2 separate regions of the Anas platyrhynchos genome follow, and region 2 is linked to region 1. A link is a contact called in public Hi-C data. All regions are on one chromosome and are shown on one strand. Each heading gives the region's core, a stretch centred on a gene start, on an enhancer-like site or on the middle of the called end of the contact. The rest is flanking DNA. Distances are from core to core; before and after follow the strand shown.

The links. A called contact is a pair of places that touch in the nucleus more often than the background predicts.
Region 2: a contact with region 1 is called in a Hi-C map of skeletal muscle, with 4 times the contacts expected there. The contact joins two enhancer-like sites. A contact is called at or near these places in 3 of 8 Hi-C or Micro-C datasets (liver, skeletal muscle and small yellow follicle).

Annotation. Positions count from the first base shown.
Region 1 is chr1:21,517,614-21,521,260 of IASCAAS_PekinDuck_T2T, reverse strand. It overlaps PLXNB2 (plexin B2), which reads left to right. Exons shown (of 38, transcript XM_038173392.2): 6 at 819-941. Among named protein-coding and RNA genes, the nearest start is that of MAPK11, 130 kb to the right of the region's middle. Within about 2 kb of position 1,655, at least 1 of the 8 cell types and tissues checked has an H3K27ac peak or open chromatin away from gene starts, as enhancers often do.
Region 2 is chr1:21,565,464-21,569,008 of IASCAAS_PekinDuck_T2T, reverse strand. All of the region lies in intron 2 of PLXNB2 (plexin B2), which reads left to right. Among named protein-coding and RNA genes, the nearest start is that of PLXNB2, 140 kb to the left of the region's middle. Within about 2 kb of position 2,013, at least 1 of the 8 cell types and tissues checked has an H3K27ac peak or open chromatin away from gene starts, as enhancers often do.

The DNA.
Region 1 (3,647 bases), core at 406-2,905:
TCATTTCTTGCATACCTCCACTTTCCAACACACAGTTGGAATTAGCATTGCCTGGATAACACTTTTCCCAAAGGTTTAGATATCTACTGGGAGCCCTATATTCATAGCCTTAGGTAATCTAACAGCTGCTCTGGCCTTATCTCTGTTCAAGCCCATGCTAGTTCAAGAGCAACTTTTAATATTACAATCATTCTGGCCATTCAGTAAATAGAATATAGATCATAGAATCACAGAATGGTTTGGGTTGGAAGGGACCTTAAAGACCACCTCGTTCAACCCCTCTGCTGTGGGCAGGGACACCTCCCACCAGACCAGGTCGCCCAAAGAGACGATATAAAGCTAAAGTTGGAGCTCTGGTAGATTCTGACTGTGGGGCTTGTAGTTCAAAGGTCTCTGTGTCTGCAGAGTTAAAATATCAGGACTGTTACACCATGCATGTCATTTTGTTGAAGGGAAGTGATGGCCGTGTGCCACTCTGAGGTTTGTAATTTGAACCTGATACAATTGGTTATTGTAAGGGAGGTCAGCAAATTTGAACACTTTCAAGTGCAGAGGCTCCAAGTCGAGAATTTTAATTTTACAGCACTCAAATAAATCAGTATTTCCAAAAAAATCAATGCAAATATTAGCTATTGTGAGCAGTGAGCAATTTCTTTTCCATTACTTTTCTGCTGTACTTGCTGCTTTTGATGCTAAATACTTCAAATTGAAATGTTTTCTCTGATATGAATTTGTGAACTTGAGTAAACACAGCATTTTCAATAATGATAATTGAAAAAAGAGCAACCTTTACCACCTTTCTTTCTTCCATGAAACAGGTGTTCCTGTCATCCACTGCAACTGAGTACAGCTCTCTTACTATTGAACTAAATAAACCCATAAAGAATGACCTGGTTCTTGACAAAACCCAAGAAAATCTATATGTGATGACTACAGACAAGGTAATGTATCACTCTCTTTTTAAGGACCAGGTCAAGTTTAACTTTCTCTTGACTTTACCTGATATTGGAATGTTTCTCTCTCATTCCTGGAAACCACCCTAAGTCAGTGGGACTGCCCCTGCTCCATGTTTGTGTGTGCACCTTTACAGGCAGAAGGAAAACAGAATATTACGAGTAACTGAAAACGCAGCTGGGGATGGGAGGTGGATGAAAACAGAAGGTGAAGGGATGTTCTCCTTTTACCAGCTTCAGCCTCCCTTTGCTTTGTGCTCCCTCCAGCTGAGGTGAACAGGAGGTATATAGATGGTTGTAAAGCTAAGCAAAGAGGGGTCCTTCATTTTTTAGTGTTGCCAGTTCTTCTGGCGTCAAGGTAGGTCTCTCCAAAAATGAAGACCTTCCTCAAGTCCAGGCTGATGAGCTTAATTGTTTGACTGTTACTTGGAGGGTGGTTTTATCCTTAATGCTTTAATGATTGGGAATAGGAGGTGAGTTCTCCTTTGAAGCTCTCCCACAGGGTCTGGAAGAAGTTGTGATGTTTGGCAACAGAATATTGCAGGGTCAAGCAGCTGCATGTCAGGGAGGATGCTCAAGCTGCCATTGGGCCTTTGCAAGAGCTTTTCAGGATTTGGGATGCTGGTGGCTGACGTAATAGCATTCACACATCTGTAAAGCTGCCAATGGTTTTCATGAGTCTTGCTGTCAAAAATTAAGAAGCAATGGAAAGAATTACAGTGTTGGGAAACACCCTTGTATGCTGGTGCAGCAGGAAAGGTCAGACTGTGCTCCGAAAGGAACAGGCAGTCTCTTCTCAGTTCCCCTTCTCTCAGCTGGCACAATGGAGACTTGTAAAGGCAAAAGGAAAGCAAAAAGGAAAGGAGGAGAAGAGAAAGATGCCAGACTTCTGGCATGGTAGCCTGCTCCTAACACTTCCCTCTGCGGTCACTGGAGCTGTCAGGCTCACACACATGGACCAGCAGTTCTCTGAGATGGGGTGGGTGACAGAGAGACTGCCACCATTCGCAGCACCGACAGGGACACAGGGTGGGACACGGGAAACAGGCCGGTCCCAGTAGCAAGGAGAGAACAATGATGACTGTGACAGTGGAGTACTAGGGAAGATGGTGAGGGAAGTGTGTTCTCTTCCTGTTTCATAAAAGATTAATATAAATTTCTGCAGTGTTAATGCTGCATTCTAGCTGAAGGATTTCAGGCTGGAAGCTCCATTGGAAAACATGCCAGATAAGTGACTGATAAAACATTTAGCAGTGTACAGTGTGTGAGAGAGGTTACTGCACTTTTTTTTTTTTGTGGTAGTTGGTACTTCTAATTTGGCTTCTGCTCAAATTTGGAACAGAACTCCAAGCCTCAAAATTGCCTGTGTGAGGCCAGGCAGCCTGGCACCCTGCATGGCAGGATGATGGCACGTTGCTTCAAAGCCCTGAGGTCCCCACCAGGCTATGCCATGGGCAGCACAAGGATGGGGGCAACCTTGAAGCAAAACAAGTTTTCTGGTGATAGTCTGCGTCAAACGGAGCATTTAGGAAGGTCCCTAATAATTCTGTCTCTGTAAGATGTTTAAATTCAGAAAGCAGCAAATTTCTGCCAAAGAAGGTATTTCAGTTTAATTTTTTCCAAGCAGCTCCCATAGACACATCCATTTCTAAATAATGGGAATAATAGTTTTCTTTTACAAAACCTGTTCAGCTTAAATATGAATAGCTAAAGTTGGGAGCTCTGTCACGGCATTACATTACTGTCATCTCCAGGAGTTAATTACAATGAGCAGTCCCACCCACTTTTAGAGCCAGATAGATGAAAGGAGAATGGAGGCCTTCGTTGCTGGAAGAAATTAAGTGACAGCAGCGAGAAGAGAAGAATAAATGCTGAAATACACACTGCTGTTTTCAGAACAGCTGTGAGTTAAGGGAAGAAATGTACCAGAACCCTGTCCTTGGAGTTCTTTAGAAGAAGGTAAACACTGAAGGGCACAATAGCTGCACTGATCTGCTTCCTTAATACTGACCTGCCAGGCAGATGCAGCACTTGCCTCACAAGTGATGTTGTGATGGGTGATAACTTGAAGCAGCCTTCAAAGAGGAATCAGATGGAGAGAAAATATGGGGAGGTTAAGAATTGTAGTGAGAAGTCAGAGCTTGCTTTCCTGTTTCACTTCTCCTCCAGCATCAATAGCAGTGGGTAGCTTGGAACAGATGCCTTCAGAAGTCAGCCCACTCCTCCCAGAGCTGGGGCAGGCATCAGGAGGAGCCCCTTGAAGCTGGGAAGGACCACACCACCCTTGCCATGCTCACATTAGCTCATTAAAATAAACAGAAGTGATAGGATCTCAAATTCCTTCTGATACATCTCATATCAGGAATAAAACTGAAGCCTGTGACAGCCACCATTCTCACCGGCTTTTCTGCTTGCTTTAGCTTTTACCACTCTCTCTGGCTAAGACCTACTATTAGAAAATCTCCAAAATGAGTTTCTCTGCATTTTGAAGATGACCGTAAGCCGGGCTGCTATTTAAAATCCATTCAGTTTACATAAAACTTGCAGAGACGGCAAGGGGCTTGTTACTGCCTGCCAGAATTATGAAACAAACACTTTGTCATAAAAAAGCCATTCACTGGATATTAAGTTACTCATGAGATTGGTGTTGGTTGGTGAAGCAGTGTGCCAGTAGCTCAACTCCAGTTACATAGC
Region 2 (3,545 bases), core at 764-3,263, 47 kb before region 1:
CTGGCAAGGCTCACCGTGCCGGGAATGCTCACAGTGTTTCAGATTCAGCTGCAGAGGAATTAGCATCCCAGGCTGGGGGAGTGGGAAGTGAACCCTGGGTGATCTTTACTTTCTTTCCTTTTTCTTTTTTTTTTTTTCCTTGGCTCTACACTCAAATTAGCTATCTCTGTTCCTCCCGCACTTTCTTCTCTGTTCAATGTCTTGCAAACACATTTAAAGCAAAAACCTGCTGTGTTCAGGATACACTCTCCATCCTTTCAGGCTTTCCTTTTGGTTTCCACAACATCCTTTGCTGCTTTTTCCTTACATGACTTATTCTCTCTCATCCATGTCATGTCCCCGTCTAACAATCTTTTCTCCTTTTTACCTTCCTACACTTAACATTTTTTCCTCTCCCTCTTCGCACTCCCACTGCCATGCCTGCTCATTTTTCCAATACGGCAGGCTTTTTCTAATTTAGGGAGTAAACCTTCAAATTCTTGTGCAAGTCCTTCCACTGACTGCATGATTAAGGGACTACCGGACTGGGCTGGAGTTTGTCAGATGTGTGGGGAAAGGTAAAAGTCTGCTAGTGAAGCCAATTTTAAAGCAGTCTTAATTACCTTGGTGGTTTGGATCGCTTTGGTTGACCATTAAAATGCATATTTCTAAGGCGAGGTGTGCACCAACGGTATTGTATAAGTAATAAAGAATTTAAAGAGCTTGATATAAAAGACTTTATAGAGGTAATATATTACTTCCAGTCGAGAGAAATAGAGGGCACTTTAAAATTAGTTTTACTAGCACCGTGTGTTTAAAAAAAAACTTCTTTTTCCTTTTGTTTAACCTCCTCTGCAAGCCTGGGCTTGTTTGAGGCTCCCAGGATCCAATTTCATATAGTATCCTATTTCAAATCCAGGCCAGAGCAGATCGATAGAAAATCAGTGCTCTCAGAAATAAAACTGCCTGTGGAATGCCTTCAGCTCCGTGAAGATGAAGGGGGGGATGTAATACCACAGACACTGATTTTCTTTTCTGAGATGGGAGGCTCTGAAGCGGTGGCTGTGGATGTTGCACAATTTACCTTGATTGAACAGTAATGATCATTGGGCAATTTGGGTGATTTTTGTGTGTGTGTGTGTTCTTCAGTTTGCAGTTAACAGCTGTGTTTTGTGAAGGGGAGGCTGGGAGGGGAATTGTTGCTGAGGTTGTTTTAAGCCAAAGCAGCAGCTATAGAATATTTTATAGCGGGAGCAGAGCTACCTGTAAGTCTGCGCATAGCTCGAATACCAGAGATTTGTGGTAATTCTTGTGAGATATTTACTGGCATTTTGAAATGATCAAGCTATTTCGGTACTTTGAAATCTGTAGGTGAATGAAAGCTAGTCTATTAACTGGCCTGTGTTTATACCAGTATTTACGGGCAGCACAAATACAGATGACAGTCTGCTTCGTTTTCAGTACACTTCTCTGTGTGCCTCCTCTCTTCCATGGCCAGCAAGGAAAGATAAAGAAAAAAAAAAAAAAAAAAAAAAAAGAGAGAAAGAGATATTTGGGTCATTGGGAACAGAGGAAAATGGCAATATCATTTTAGGACTTTGATGGAATAGGCATTGATCAATGCTTTGAGACAAGTAAAGGGAACACTGAACTTGTGAGCTTTGGGTGATTTTGAGTGCAGGAGTTATTGACTGTGCCAGTATTATGTTGAATTCCTGGAAAACTGACAGTAAACTTTGCTCTGCTGGAAAGTGGTGTTCACCTGCTCCAGGTGATGCTAGTGACCTGGGGAGCATCTCCCACTGGTGGCACAATGTCAGTGCGGGAAGCAAGGCTGCACAAACAGAGCCTTGGCCCCCTGTGCTGCCAGAGCAAGCAGGGAGCCTTTGGAGAGAAATTGTGTGCTCACATGCTGGAAACATTGCTGTCCAAAGCCGGCCAAGAAGGTAACAGCAAACACAAAGAGCGTTTGAATTTATTTTATGGTCTGTCCCTTGGGCAGTAAAGACTTGTTTGTTGTGGACCTTGAGCGTGCTGTCCCCTTCAAGGGCAGGTACACAGAAGTGTGTTTCAGCTGGGCAAGGCTAGCTAAATGAACTGCCTCTCAAAAGTGGAAGTGGTTCCTGTCTTCAGCATGAGAGTGGAGGGTGGGGGTGCATCTGTAGCCTCTTCCTATGTCAAATCATGTGAATTTACAAGAACATGTATGTTCATACAGACACACGAGGTAATTGGGACAGCAATCCTGGCCTTACGGAAACTCTCACATACTTCAGAGACCATAGGATTTCACCTTTGGCCTTTGGATTAGCTCATGTTTTGTAAACTGCTTGGTGATTAACCTTCAGCTAGAATATGAAGTCTGCAGCAAGTGTTTACTTAATAGTTAGAGATTTGATTCCTGCTCCCAGGCAGCCGATATTGCTTGGCATGAGTTATAAATAAAAGATCTGTCTCCAGAATTTTCAGAGAGCCCATTCTGGTCTCCTGACAGATGCAGAGAAAGCAAAGTGCTCAAAGAGAAGACTAATGAGAAAACTGTTGGAAGTCTGTCTGTGGTCATCGTACGGACTGAGAAGGCCATGCTAAGCAGCTAACAAGAGAGTCTTTACTCTCTGTGCATGTTTATGCAGAGTATATCAGAAAAAAAAAAAAAAAAAAAAAAAAAAGCATTGATTAGTTTTCTACTAACTTCTAATTAATATTTTTTAAGCCAGAGGCCACAAATTAATAACCAGTTATTCTGTTACATAAAGAGGATATTCACTTTAACATGTTAGATTTCTAACTTGGGCACCCGCAATGCCTCTCAAGCCAACAGAAAGAAAAAGAAGCCCACTTTCCACTGCCTTCTGCAGAGCCTGCCTTTTCCCTTTGGCTGTCTTGAGTGTAGAGAAAATAGCAGATTTAGCAGGTGTAAACATCCTGTACCATGAGATAAGTTGATTCTCATGGGATTCATTTTGCAATGATTTGCCAAACAACATTGAAAAGTCATGGGCATAGACTGTATAGTTTATGATCTTGAATTTATCATCTTAACTCCATGGCATTCAAGTTGCAGATTAAAAACAAAACAAAACAAAAACACTCTAAAAGCATGGATATTTCTAATGCATATTGATCTGTCTATCATGTAGAAAGAATCTCATATTCTCTGGCTCACGTACAGTGTTGAGCTTGTCACATAAACTAGCCAGGGGCAGTGTAGGTATGTTTATACTTAACACAACCAGGAGTTCATCAGATATGCAAAGTTTCATTTTCATGATGAAAAAATATACAGCCATCACTGCATTAAAATCTGCCTCTCCTATTAATTACCAGTAACTAATAGAGTTGACATTACTGCATGATTTTTATATAGCATGTAATGCATTACTGCATCATAGCATGATTTTTGTGGTATCAGTTTGGGACAGCAATGTTATTTACAACCAAAAAAAAAGCACAAGTGAGTTACAATGACTATCCTAAATAGGTACCAGTATTTGTTTTATATTACAGCTCACTCTCAGGCATCTTGTTTGTGTCTCATAGCTGTGGATCTTTCAAATGTAGCTTTT